Regions from separate parts of the Mus musculus genome. Here all the other regions are linked to region 4. A link is a contact called in public HiChIP or PLAC-seq, Micro-C and promoter capture Hi-C data. All regions are on one chromosome and are shown on one strand. Each heading gives the region's core, a stretch centred on a gene start, on an enhancer-like site or on the middle of the called end of the contact. The rest is flanking DNA. Distances are from core to core; before and after follow the strand shown.

The links. Promoter capture Hi-C pulls out the DNA fragments that hold promoters and counts their contacts. Hi-C and Micro-C count contacts between places; a contact is called where the count stands out from the background. HiChIP or PLAC-seq counts read pairs in DNA pulled down with a chosen protein or histone mark.
Region 1: a promoter capture Hi-C map of stem cell-derived epiblast-like cells shows a contact between it and region 4, with 3 times the contacts expected there. The contact joins the promoter of Mill1 here to the promoter of Nova2 in region 4. A contact is called at or near these places in 6 of 39 promoter capture datasets (the 3T3-L1 cell line, 3T3-L1-derived adipocytes, embryonic stem cells and 2 more).
Region 2: a contact with region 4 is called in an H3K4me3 HiChIP or PLAC-seq map of forebrain, with 4 times the contacts expected there. The contact joins the promoter of Clasrp here to the promoter of Nova2 in region 4. A contact is called at or near these places in 3 of 39 promoter capture datasets (cranial neural crest, maxillary cranial neural crest and second pharyngeal arch cranial neural crest) and 1 of 115 datasets of contacts at active chromatin or transcription factors (forebrain).
Region 3: a Micro-C map of embryonic stem cells shows a contact between it and region 4, with 2.8 times the contacts expected there. The contact joins the enhancer-like site here to the promoter of Nova2 in region 4. A contact is called at or near these places in 1 of 39 promoter capture datasets (pre-B cells), 1 of 484 Hi-C or Micro-C datasets (embryonic stem cells) and 4 of 115 datasets of contacts at active chromatin or transcription factors (embryonic forebrain, embryonic limb bud, extraembryonic endoderm stem cells and 1 more).

Annotation. Positions count from the first base shown.
Region 1 is chr7:18,243,754-18,246,730 of GRCm38.p6, forward strand. It overlaps Mill1 (MHC I like leukocyte 1), which reads left to right and starts at 1,594. Exons shown (of 5, transcript NM_153749.4): 1 at 1,594-1,947. The coding sequence starts at 1,857.
Region 2 is chr7:19,602,792-19,605,784 of GRCm38.p6, forward strand. Clasrp (CLK4-associating serine/arginine rich protein) reads right to left here and starts at 1,695. Exons shown (of 21, transcript NM_016680.5): 1 at 1,621-1,695; 2 at 399-514. The coding sequence starts at 497.
Region 3 is chr7:19,739,824-19,742,801 of GRCm38.p6, forward strand. The region is part of intron 1 of Nectin2 (nectin cell adhesion molecule 2); the gene reads right to left. Among named protein-coding and RNA genes, the nearest start is that of Gm34744, 8.3 kb to the right of the region's middle. Within about 2 kb of position 1,473, at least 58 of the 459 cell types and tissues checked have an H3K27ac peak or open chromatin away from gene starts, as enhancers often do. A contact at or near this core is called in embryonic stem cells and extraembryonic endoderm stem cells, where this site is marked.
Region 4 is chr7:18,924,254-18,927,169 of GRCm38.p6, forward strand. It overlaps Nova2 (NOVA alternative splicing regulator 2), which reads left to right and starts at 1,635. Exons shown (of 4, transcript NM_001029877.3): 1 at 1,635-1,911. The coding sequence starts at 1,827.

The DNA of each region.
Region 1 (2,977 bases), core at 344-2,843, 680 kb before region 4:
TCCTCAGAAGTCTCTGCTGAGACCCACCTTCACATCCCTGGATGACCAACTGGTGTTCCATCTCATGTCTCTGTCCCTCCACACACTTATCTCCCTCCTGCTCTCCCTCTCTGGGGAAAGGATACTCCTTACCACTGAAGTCACTCTATCAGATCGATTTTATCTAGATCATTTTAGGCAATGGATTTGTAGGTCACACAGAATCTGATATGGGTTGATAGTGCTATTTTTAACCATCACTATCATTTGTGTGTGTGTGTTCCCGGTTCCCTGGAGATTTGTGTATTGGAATCTTAATTTCTCAGTGTTGGAGTGGCCAGAGTTGAAGAATGTTGAATGGAGGAGCCTATGGGGAGGTATTGAGGGCATGAGAGCAGAGGCATTCTAACTGGAGTGATGCCATCTGGTGGATTGAGTGAGTTTTCACCAACAGTGGATGAGTTGCCTAGACTGTGGGCTCTTAAAAAGCACTGTGAGTCTCAGTCTTCTCTCCCTCTCCCTCTCCCTCTCCCTCTCCCTCTCCCTCTCCCTCTCCCTCTCCCTCTTCCTCTCCCTCTCCCTCTCTTTCTCTCCCTCTCCCTCTCTCCCTCTCCCTCTCCCTCTCCCTCTCTCCCTCTCCCTCTCCCTCTCCCTCTCCCTCTCTTTCTCTCCCTCTCTTTCTCTCCCTCTCTTTCTCTCCCTCTCTTTCTCTCCCTCTCTTTCTCTCTCTCCTTCTCTCTCCCTCTCTTTCTATCTCTCCTTCTCTCTCTCCCTCTTCTTCCCTCTCTCTCCCTTCCCTCTCCTTCTCTCTCTCCTTCTCCCTCTCCTTCTCTCTCTCCCTCTTCTTCTCCCTCTCTTCCTCTCTCTCTCTCTCTCTTACCCTCCTCCTCCCCCTCCTCTCTCTCTCTCCTTCCCTCCCCTCTCAGAAGAGGTCTCTCTACATAGTCCTGGCTGTCCTGGAACTCTGTAGGGTGTCCAGGCTGGAATCAAACTCACAAAGATCTGCCTGCCCCTGCCTGGAATTAAAGTGCTGGGATTAAAGATGTGCCCCACCATCCTCAGCCCTTAGTTTCTAAACTACTGAGAAAGTATACAAACTGTGTCTCTTCTTGCTATAATTAATTTTACTTCATTGTTTCTGCTTTAAAATGCTTAAGACCAGGCTGGGCAGGGTCTGCTCAGCAGCAGAGGGTGGTAAGTTTAGTTCCCAGGGCTCAGCTCACTCCAGGCAACAACAAACCTAAACTCAAAGAGCAAACAACAGTTAATTAATTGTTTCAAATTTCCCTCCAGAGTCTTCCACAGCTTTACTCACTCCCAGTCAGTTATTAATAGGAAACATGCATCATTTGTTTTTATAGTTGTAAAGGGAATTTTCCCAAGTCCTGTGTGAGCATGCACAGATACCTGAGTGGGAAGCTGGAATCTTGATGTGGGGAGCAGGTAATAAAACCCCGGTTGAGATACCTGCCTGTCCTGCCTGTCCTTGTTGATGAGAGGTTCACATGCATTCCAGACTCCTATCCAAAACATTAAGACAAAAACCTTCCTGCTTATTGTAGAGAATGCAGTAGGGATAGCTGTAAAGGAGGGCTTTGATGATTTCAGGGAGGAGCATTTGAATCAGGGCTGCCTGAGCCCAAAGCATCCTGAGCACCTCTGTGTTTCTCAGCTTCTCTGTACAGGGACCAGCAGCCCTCCAGCCAGCCCAGACACTTTCAGGATCCCCTTTCAGCCTCTTAGGATCCCCCTCCACCTGAAGTCCCAGTGATACCCTTAAGTTCTCCTTGGATTCCTGAGGTTGGTAGAGCTAGTAAGAGGAGCTCATCTGGCTTGGGATCTTCAAAGTAAACTCAGAAGTCTCAGGCAGAGAGAAGATGCTGCTGTCCAGGAACCTCAGAGCCCTAGCTGCGATCCACCTGTGGATAGTGTACCTGCTCCTGGAGGATTTACTGGGCACCTGCGCAGGTGAGCACTGAACAGGAAGAGGGACCTTGCTGTGTCTCTGTGCTGTTGAGTGTAGCATGAGTGAACTTGGTGTGTATGTATGTGTGTGTGTGTCTTTGTGTGTGTGTGTTTGGTGTGTGTGTGTGGTGTATGTGTCTGTGTAGTATGTGTCTGTCTTTCTCTATGTCTATGTATGTCTCTGTGTTTGTGTGTGTGTAAATGTATGTATATATATATATATATGTGTGTGTGTGTGTATGTATATATGTACATATATACATATATATGTGTGTCTGTATGTGTTGTGTATATGTGTTTCTATGTGTCTATGTCTCTTTATGTATGTCTGTGTTATATATGTGTGTGTATTTCTGTGTATATTTCTGTGTGATAAGTGTTTGTGTGTGTCTCTGTATGTGCCTGTGTGTGTTATATGTGTGTGTGTATATATCTGTGTTTTGTCTGTATGTGTTGTATGTGTGTTGTGTGTGTGATGTGTGTGATGTGTGTATGTCTGTGTGTGTTGTGTGTGTTTCTATGTGTCTGTGTATTGCTTGTGTGTATTATCTAGTTAAGTGTCTAGAAAAATGCATCTCTGCATCTGGGGAAACTTTTGTGTCTAAAGGACTCTGTGACTTTGGGAGGAAGTGCCCTTGGCTGTTCTAGTATAGTAGTATAACCATAGACTCCCGTGAACTTGGTGGGGCAGGATGATCAATGGTTATCCAGAGCTGGTGGCCTCAAGCTTTCACTGAGGTCAGGAAGCATATGCTACACAGGGATAGTATGTTTCCGTGGCAACAAGAACAAATCCAGTGTCTGTGAGAAGGTACAAGGAAAGGTGCATTGAGTGTTCAGCTTGGTAGCAGGCATGGTTGAGGGTTTTCAGAGTCCAAATCCTGAGACAATACAGAGAAGGCAATGATTATCTTAGGGACTCCTTATAGCCTGAGGTCTGGGTATAAAATCTTCAGGGTCTTTAGAATCTCTGCAGGAGAAAGTGAGTGTGGTAGTGGTAGCAAGGGTGTGTGTTTGACCTGAAGCAGAGTGA
Region 2 (2,993 bases), core at 445-2,944, 680 kb after region 4:
CACCAGTGCACCGGGACTGCACCAGACACAGCAGACTGAGGCAAACAGAAGCCCTCACGTTTACACCAACCACTATGCTGAAGAAATGACTATGGCTGAGCATGGTAACAACACACACCTGTAAACACAGGCAGGAAGAGTATGAGTCTGAGGCCTGCCTAGGTTACCTAAAAAGACCATCTACCTAACAAGAGACGGGGTAAGGGCAGCTCAGGTGGTGCACTGCACGGCCCAGACTTCTATCTCCAACACCATAGAAAAATGGCCACAGTGGAAGGGGGTGTGGGGGAAGACGACTAGGATTGTGAGGAAAAAGAGCTCTTGCCTTGACACACCTCCAAGCCCAGGGCCCTTCCCTCTGGAGCCCGCCCGCCCCACACTCAAGTCTGCTCACTCACAATCTTCTCATAGTACTCCCGACGCCGCTCCGCCCTCTTCTTGTAGTCCACCATCATGCCTCGAAGTTTCCGCTCATGCTTCCGAGCCTCGTGCCACATGGTGCTGAGGCTTCTGCCTGAGGGAGGAGGGCACCAGACATGTCAAAGGGACTATAAAGACCACGTGGGTAGAGTTACAGTCCTCTGACATGTTGGGGTTGATCCTGATGGACTAAATTCCAAGTCCCATGGCTTCAGGGGAGAGAGAGACCCTGCTGCAGACCAGGACGCTGAGTGCACAAAAGGACTCCTAACAGTCCTGTGGCAGTAGCTCCAGAACTATGAGAAAGCTCTCTGTGACCTAGGTAAGATCTTCTCCTGGGAAAAAAAATCCTCCTAGATTCTGCTCGCTAAAGTCCATATGAAAGACTATAGAGTAGATAGCCTTTGGAAGGCTGATGCAGAACTGTCTTGAGTTCAAGGCCAGCCTTGGTTACACTGTCCAGTGTAACCTAAATATGGAGATCCTACTTTAATTAAAAAAAAAATGGCTGGGAGTGATGGTGCATGCCTTGAATCTCAGCAGTGGGAAGGCAGGACAGGCAGATGTCTGAGTATGGAGCCAGCCTGGTTTATGTACTAAGTTCCAGGCTAGCCAAGGCTACATAGTGAGATGCTGTCTGGAAAAATAAAAATGGAATTTTTGAAATAAAAGGAATGTCTGAAACCGATCCGTAGCTGCCAGGGCTGGGCTCACAAGAACCCCTAAGATCCCTCTGCAGGAACCATGCATGGTACGGGAGGGGGGTGCAGCAGTGTTGTAAGGTAGGTTAGTGGAGAGAGGCAACAGCACAGCCCAGACACGCTTGGGGAGGGGGGTGAGGCCAGGTGAAGGGCGTGGACAGAGGATGAAGATGGTCAGGCGGCTGAGCTCTAAAGGAGGGACGTGAAGCCGGCCAGGCAGGCTAAAAAGAGAGAGTGCGGCCCTGGGCCGGAGCGATGGGTGAAAGACAGGGACGGAGCTGCGTCTGGGGACCAGGGTCCGTGCCGAACCCCAAAGCCCGGATTCGGGCCTGAGGAGGGGCGAGGGGCGCAGCCTGAGGCCTGTCAGGGCGGAAGCAGGCGGGGCCGCCGTCGGGGCCCGGCGGACACCCACGGTGATCTCCGGAGCGCCTCGGACAAGGATGAGGTCGACTGCCACCGCTCGGAAGCCGGGAGGTCGGGGTCGGATGCCTGCACTCACCGGCCAGTCGCCGCCTCCCACTGCTGCGCTCGCGCGCGCTCACGACCCACACCGGAAGCGGAAGTGAGAGGTTGAGCGAAGGAGAGAGGCGGCGCTGCACAAAAGGCACTTCCGCGGTCGAGAGGAAGGGCTCTGGGATGTGGGCGTGGCTCTCGCGATTATGGGCGGGGCCTGCAGGGTGGCACCATCTGGGACCTGTCCTAAAAGTGAGAGCTTAAGTAGAGGAACCCAGAATTCCAGACACGTTTTGTTGTTGTTTTTAAAGATTTATTTCTTTTAGGGGCTGGAGTGGTGACAATCGATTGAGAACTGGAAGCTCTCGCCAAGGTCCTGAGTTTAATTGCCCGCACTCACATAGGGCTCACAACCAGTCTCTTTTTTTTTTTTTTTTTTTTTAAAGATTTATTTATTTATTATATGTAAGTACACTGTAGCTGTCTTCAGACATTCCAGAAGAGGGAGTCAGATCTCATTACAGATGGTTGTGAGCCACCATGTGGTTGCTGGGATTTGAACTCTGGACCTTCGGAAGAGCAGTCGGGTGCTCTTACCCACTGAGCCATCTCACCAGCCCAACAACCAGTCTCTTAACTGTAGTCCTATGGGATCCAGTGCCCTATTCTGATGTGCATACATGCCGAGAAAACACCCATATGCATAAAATACAAAAATAGAAAAGTCTTTTTAAAAGATTTATATTGCCGGACAGTGGTGGCACACGCCTTTTAATCCCAGCACTTGGGAGGCAGAGGCAGGTAGATTTCTGAGTTCGAGGCCAGCCTGGTCTACAAAGTGAGTTCCAGGACAGCCAGGGCTACACAGAGAAACCCTGTCTCGGAAAAAAAATATTATGTGTATGCCTGAAGGTGTATGTTTCTCTGAGATGTATACACACACATATATATTATATAATTTTATTTAATCCTATATGTACATATATATGTATACATATATGTACGTGTATATGTATATATAAATATATATGTATACACACAGACATATATGTGGGATTAATAAAAATTATCTGTAGGTTGTGTTCAGTTAATTCAACAATAGCAGGCTAGGAACAGAAAGGCCAAGAACTCAGTAGATCAGTAGATGCTCGGGCTACAAGGCTGGATGCCTCAGCTGGTCTTCAGTATACACTAGAACCACAGAGAAGGCTCTAACGCCAGTGAAGGAATGGACTTGCTAGCAAGACGATGGCAAGCAGGCAAATACCTAAAGCTTCCTTCTTCCACATCCCTATATACAATCCAGCAGAAATCGTGGCCCAGATTAGAGCTGGATTAAAAGTGTGTCTTCCCATCTCAAGATCCAGATTAGAAATTGAGCTTCCAGGGGCTGGAGAAATGGCTCGGCGGTTAAGAGCA
Region 3 (2,978 bases), core at 223-2,722, 820 kb after region 4:
GCTGTTTTAGAACTCACTATGTAGACCAGGTTGGCCTTGAACTCAGAGATCCTCCTGCTTCTGCCTCCAGAAATGCTGAGATAAATGGTGTGCACCCTTGTGCCTGGCTGAATTTTTACTTAAAAAAAATTATTTGATGTATATGGATGTTTTGTCTATGTATGTCTCTGTACCACATGTGTGCCTGGTGCCTATGGAGGCCAGAAGAGGGCACAGGGTTCTCTGGAGCTGGAGTTACAGATGGTTGTATGTTGCCATGTGGATGCTGAGAATTGAACTCAGAACCTCTGCAAGAGCATCTGTGCTTTTAACCACCAAGCCAACTCTCCAGCCCCCAATTCCTCACTTTAAAAAAATAGTATGGGCTGGAGAGATGGCTCAGTGGTTAAGAGTACTGACTGCTCTTCCGAAGGTCCTGAGTTCAAATCCCAGCAACCACATGGTGGCTCACAACCATCTGTAATGAGATCTAATGCCTTCTTCTGGTGTGTCTGAAGACAGCTACAGTGTACATACATATGATAAATAAATCTTTAAAAATATAGTAATTTTTTTTTTATTTAATGTGTATGTGCGCGCGCGCACATCTATGTACGGCGAACAGGTACCTGTACAGGCCAGAAGGGGGCGCCAAAAGCCCTTGGAATCAGAACTTCAGGCAGCTGTGCAGGACGCTGAGCAAGTCCTCTGCCTGAGCTATCTCTTCAACCCCACCGTCTCCCCACTGTGAACAAATATAGAAACGAGGAAGCCTGTGTCTCAGCTTTGGAGGAAGTACTCCACGATGACCCAGGGGACAATAATGTGTGGGTTTAAATCCAGGGCTCAACATCTCTGTGCCTCAGTTTCCCAGCTGCATAATGAGGACATAATGACAGTGTCGCACACCCCAGGGGTGTTATGAGGACCAAGGAATGCTTGAAGAGCACTCAGCCTAGGTCCACAGGAAACTTGAACTTTGTAAACAAACAGAGGCCAGATAATTACAAGTGGCCATTGACAGTGAGCCCTGAGGTGAGGGACACATGACTTGTCTCTATGAGGAACTGCTTACAACCATCTAGAGAACGAGAGAGAATAAGGGAGTGAGAGAGCGAGAGAGAATAAGAGAGAGAGAGAGAGAGAGAGAGTGAGAGCAAGCACCCTAGGCAGAGCTGCCCACTCAGCGAACAGTGGTGAGTGTACCGTCCTGGCCTCCTCACACACAAGAACCCAGGGAAGCTGGGGTGTGGTAGCAAAAGCTTTTAATCCCACCACACAGGAGGTGGAGGCACGCAGATCTCTTGTGTGTCTGAAGAAAGCCTGGGCTACATAGTGAGTTCCAGGCCAGTCAAGAAGACGTAGCTAAACTCTGCCTAAATAAATAAATAGATAAATAAATAAACAAATGCAAGCAGGCCAGTGGCTGGAGAGATGACTCAGAAGTTAAGAGCACCCATTGTTCTTGCAGAGGGCCTGGGTTGGGTTCCCTGAGATGGTGGCTCACAAACATCCCAAACTCAGCTCTTTCTTGGACACAGCACACATATGGTGTGCAGACATGTATGTAGGCAAAACACCAATTCACTTAAAGCAATCTTTAAAAAAGAAGAACCTGGGTGGTCCTGGTGAGGGAATCTGACAGAACACAATACTGGGGTCAGACAGTGCTAGGGAGGATGGGACAAGTGGCCACCAGTTAAGAGAGTCGTACCATATGCCTCACCACTCAAACCCACCACACACCTAGACAAAAAGGGCTTCATCTCTGCCGCAGAGCGGATCCATATGGACTAGGAAAAGGACAGCTCAGCAGTAGAGCCTCTTCCTAGAATCCCCCAGGGAGGGGCTGGGGGCGTGGCTCAGTGGCAGAGCCCCTGCCTAGAATCCCCCAGGGAGGGGCTGGGGGCGTGGCTCAGTGGCAGAGCGCTTGTGTACCACGTGGAGAGCTTTGGGTCCCAGCCCTACCACAGAGGAGCAGGAGAACTTTTTCAAATTGAAACACAGAGAGATGAGAGCTTCCTGCTGCTTGCTGCTTCTGGGCTGGGTGACCTTTTCAAGCCCAAGTTCTTTCATGTGTAAAATGGAGACATTTAAGTCACCCTGCAGGTTCCCCTGGAACAATTCAAGTAAAAGATCTGACACTCTTTGCAGGCCAGGTCACAGGGTCAGTGCCTGTCCCCACAGGCCACATCTGGCAGGGCTTGCCTTTGCTTCCGCCTGGGTTTTATTTTGTTTATTTAGACAGGGTCTCAATGTTTGGCTTCAGTTGGCCTTGAATTCACATCAATCCTCCTGTCTCACCATCCAGAAGAGCTGGGATTACACAGCTTTGCAAATGTGAATTAGAACAGGTCTTGGAGCTAGGCAAAAGGACATCAAGGACAGAAAAATGGGCTTGAAAAGGTGTCGGGGAGGGGTTGGTGAGATGGCGCAGCGGGTAAAGGTGATTGCAGCCAAGAATGATAACCGGATTTTAATCTCTGAGATCCGAGTAGTGGATAGGGAGAACAGACTCCTGAACATTGTCCTCTTGTATTAACACACACACACACACACACACACACACACACACACACACACACAGGAGGTATCAGTGAACCAGGCTCAGCAGCCTTCAGTCATAATTCCAAAACTAAGGAGACAGAGGCATAAGGATGTTTGGGGCCAGAGAATTCCAGGTTAACCTTCGTTATCCAGGGACGCCCTTCATAAATGAAAACATACAAATGACAAGAATCTCACAGCCCCAAGACCTCCAGACTAAGTCTCTAATTCTGAATACAAGAATGGATGTTCAGAGTGAGATGAACTGTGGCTTATGTTTGTTTGTTTTATTTAATTACTGCATTTACATATGTGTGGGGCAGGGGTGGGGGTGCCAATGCACAGGTGTGGGGTTGGCTCTTTTCTTTCCACTGTGTGGGTCTTGGAGACAGAACTCAGGCTGTCAAGTTTGGCAGCAAGCACCTTCACCCGCTGGGCCGTCTCCCTGGCTG
Region 4 (2,916 bases), core at 385-2,884:
TATCTGAGAACACAGAATATTGGCAACAACCCACTCCGAGAAGAACCTCCTATGGCTTCAGGCTCTGGAATTAGACTTGTCCTCTGTCCAAATCCCAGTTTTCTCTCTGTCTAGCCGTGTGCCCTTGGAAAAGCCTCTCTGCAGCCTCCATTCTGTCATCTGAAAAATCAAAATCTTCTAACGAGTGACCAGAATGATAATACTTACTCTACAAAGCACTAAGGCCGTTTTGTTCTGTGCTGTGTCCCAGGGTCTAGGGCAGTATCTGTCACTCAGTGGGTGGGCCGTCAGTACCGTTGATAGGACCTAGCGCCAGTCAGGCTTCTGTGGCAGTTACTTGCTGTAACTTGATTTCAGTCGCAGGAGCCCGACAGCAGTCTTAGGTCCACTCTTCATGGAGAGATGGACCATCCAAAGGGGGAATTTCCTTGCTGACAGTCAGATGACATGAAGGTACATTTCTCATTTGACCCCTACCCATTGTTTCCTCTTCTTTTCTCTTTTGTTTGTTTTGTTTCTTGTTGATTTGGTTGTTTGTTTTTTTTTAAACAAAGGGTCTTACATTGTAGCCCAGCTTATCCTTAGATTCAAGGCAATTCTGCCTCATACTGTCAAGTAGTGGGATACATGAGTGAGCGCCAAGCTTGGCTGCTTCGGCTTCCTAAGACTCAGTGTCCTCATCTGTAAGACAGAATACTAAAAGTATATCCTATCGTTTTTCCCCGGTGGGATTCAAGTAAGAATCTCTTAGAACCACTCCTGGCACATGGCAAGTGCACAAGTGATGCTCATTAGGAGCAAAAGGTAGCTAGAGATGCCATGCACATCCCTCTAATCCCAGCGCTTGGGGGGCCAGGGAATGGAAACAGCAGAATCAGGAGGTCAAAGCTAGCCTGAGCTACATAGTGAGTTCAAAGCCAGCTTGGGCTATATTACACTCTGTCCAGCCACGCCCCTCCGCAAATAAAAGGGTGAAGGGTAAGGAAGGAAGGCGTGGAGGAGCCTCGCGGTCCTTATTATACCCTGCAGGGGGGGGTAGTCAGGTCTGTAGCGTCCAAGCGTGATGGGCGTGGCCCAGGCTTCAAGGATGGACCAATGGGGGCGCAGAAGGGCGTGGCCTTGACTGCCATGGGCGTGACCTTGCGCGGGTGGGAGGGGCCAGGACGCTGTAGGAGCCTAGCTGAGAAGATGCTCGGGCCAGCAACCACCACCAGCAGCCCGGTCTCTGCTGCTGCCCTCGCCCGCCGCCCCCCGGGCCCCCACTAGCGACCGCCTCCGCTTCTTATCTCCGGCCCCCCGCCCTGAGCAGGGCCTTGGGAGGGGGGCTCGGCCCCTCGCATCTGTGGGGAGCCCTCAAGAAAGGGTACAGAGAGGGTGTCCTGTCTACACCTCTGCACCCCACTGGCTCAGTGACCGGCTTCGGTGATCTTTGAGAGACCAGGACCCCACCCCTCAGTTCTCCATCCCAGACCACCCCCCATACCCTCTCCACCCTGCTCCCCTCCGTCCTCCAGCTCTGTCAGCGCTTCCCCCCCCCAGCCCCCTCCCGCTTCCCTCCCCGCCGCTCCCCTCCCCCTTCCTCGCCGCCCCCTCCCCTCCCCCTCCCTCCCCTCCCCCTCCTCCGCCCCCCCACCATGAGGATGATGGCCGCCGGCGCGGTGCACGGCCTCTTCACGGCCTCCGCGGCCCCGCAGCCGCCGCCGCCCCCGCCGCCGCCGCCGCCGCCGCAGCCCCAGCCTCCCCAGCAGCCGTCGCCGCCGCCACAGCAGCCGCCGCCGCCGCCGCAGCCGCCGCAGCAGCAGCAGCCGCCGCCCCAGGCCCCCCCCATGGAGCCCGAGGCCCCGGATTCCCGCAAGAGACCCCTCGAGACGCCCCCCGAGGTGGTCTGCACCAAGCGCAGCAACACGGGAGGTGAGGCAAAGCTGAGGGACCGCGGCGTGGGGCGTGGGGGGGGATCGCGCGCCGAAGGGGGCATCGCCGTCCTCCATCATCCCCCCCCATCCCTGGCTGGCAGGTGCAAGTGCTTCAGGGAGGGGAGGGGCACCCCTCCGCGAGGAGATGGGGACCCGGACGGACCCCTTTCTCTTGTCGCCGAGGCCCCGGGGGCTGAGAGCTTTGTCTGCGACGAAAGGGGCTGGGGGGGAGGGGGTGGTAAGTGTCCTTGTGGTGTATGAGGGAACCAAGGATGAGGGGCGTGGGTCCCTTCTGGGCCAGTGTGTCCTTGAGGGGTGTGTGATGTGACCCTTTCGGGGCAGGGGTGTTCCCTCGGGCTTGCGTGTCCCGGTTGGGGGAGGGGAAGGAGTAGAGTCAGGCCTGTGGACCGAGAGCTTCTGAGCCTCACTCCCTGGGGATGTCCTGAACAAGGGTTGTCCCGGAAAGGGGCGGGTGTGGACAGTATGCAGGACCGTGCATGGAGACAGACTGGGTGGGTGTGTTGGGTGACATGGAAGAAAGGGTGGGTGTGTAAAACTGGAGGGGAAAGAGATGGAAGGCTAGGACAGGTGTGTATCCGTGGTGGGTCGTGTAGGGCCTGGATATGTGACATTAAGGGACCATGGATGTGACGGGGTAGGGGTGTGTGAGTATGTGTGTAAAAGAGAGCCGGATGTGAGGTCCTCCAAGGGAAGGTGCTTACCAGCCCGGAGGGGGCTCTTGTCCTGTGACACACCAGTGAGAGGGGGTGTGTAACATGCAGGGGGGTGTGTAGGGAGGCAGAAAGGATGGACTCTGGGTGTGAACCGTGAGAACATTCGTGGACCGGGAAAAGGGGTTCTGTGTGGGGGATACCGCTGTGTATAGGGTGGAGTGGGACCAGTAGAAGCTGGTGCTAGGATGTGACATGGAAAAGGGTGTAGGTGTGACTCTAGAGAGGCTGGGTGTGACACATGGAGGTGTGCAATAGTGACATCAGAGGGG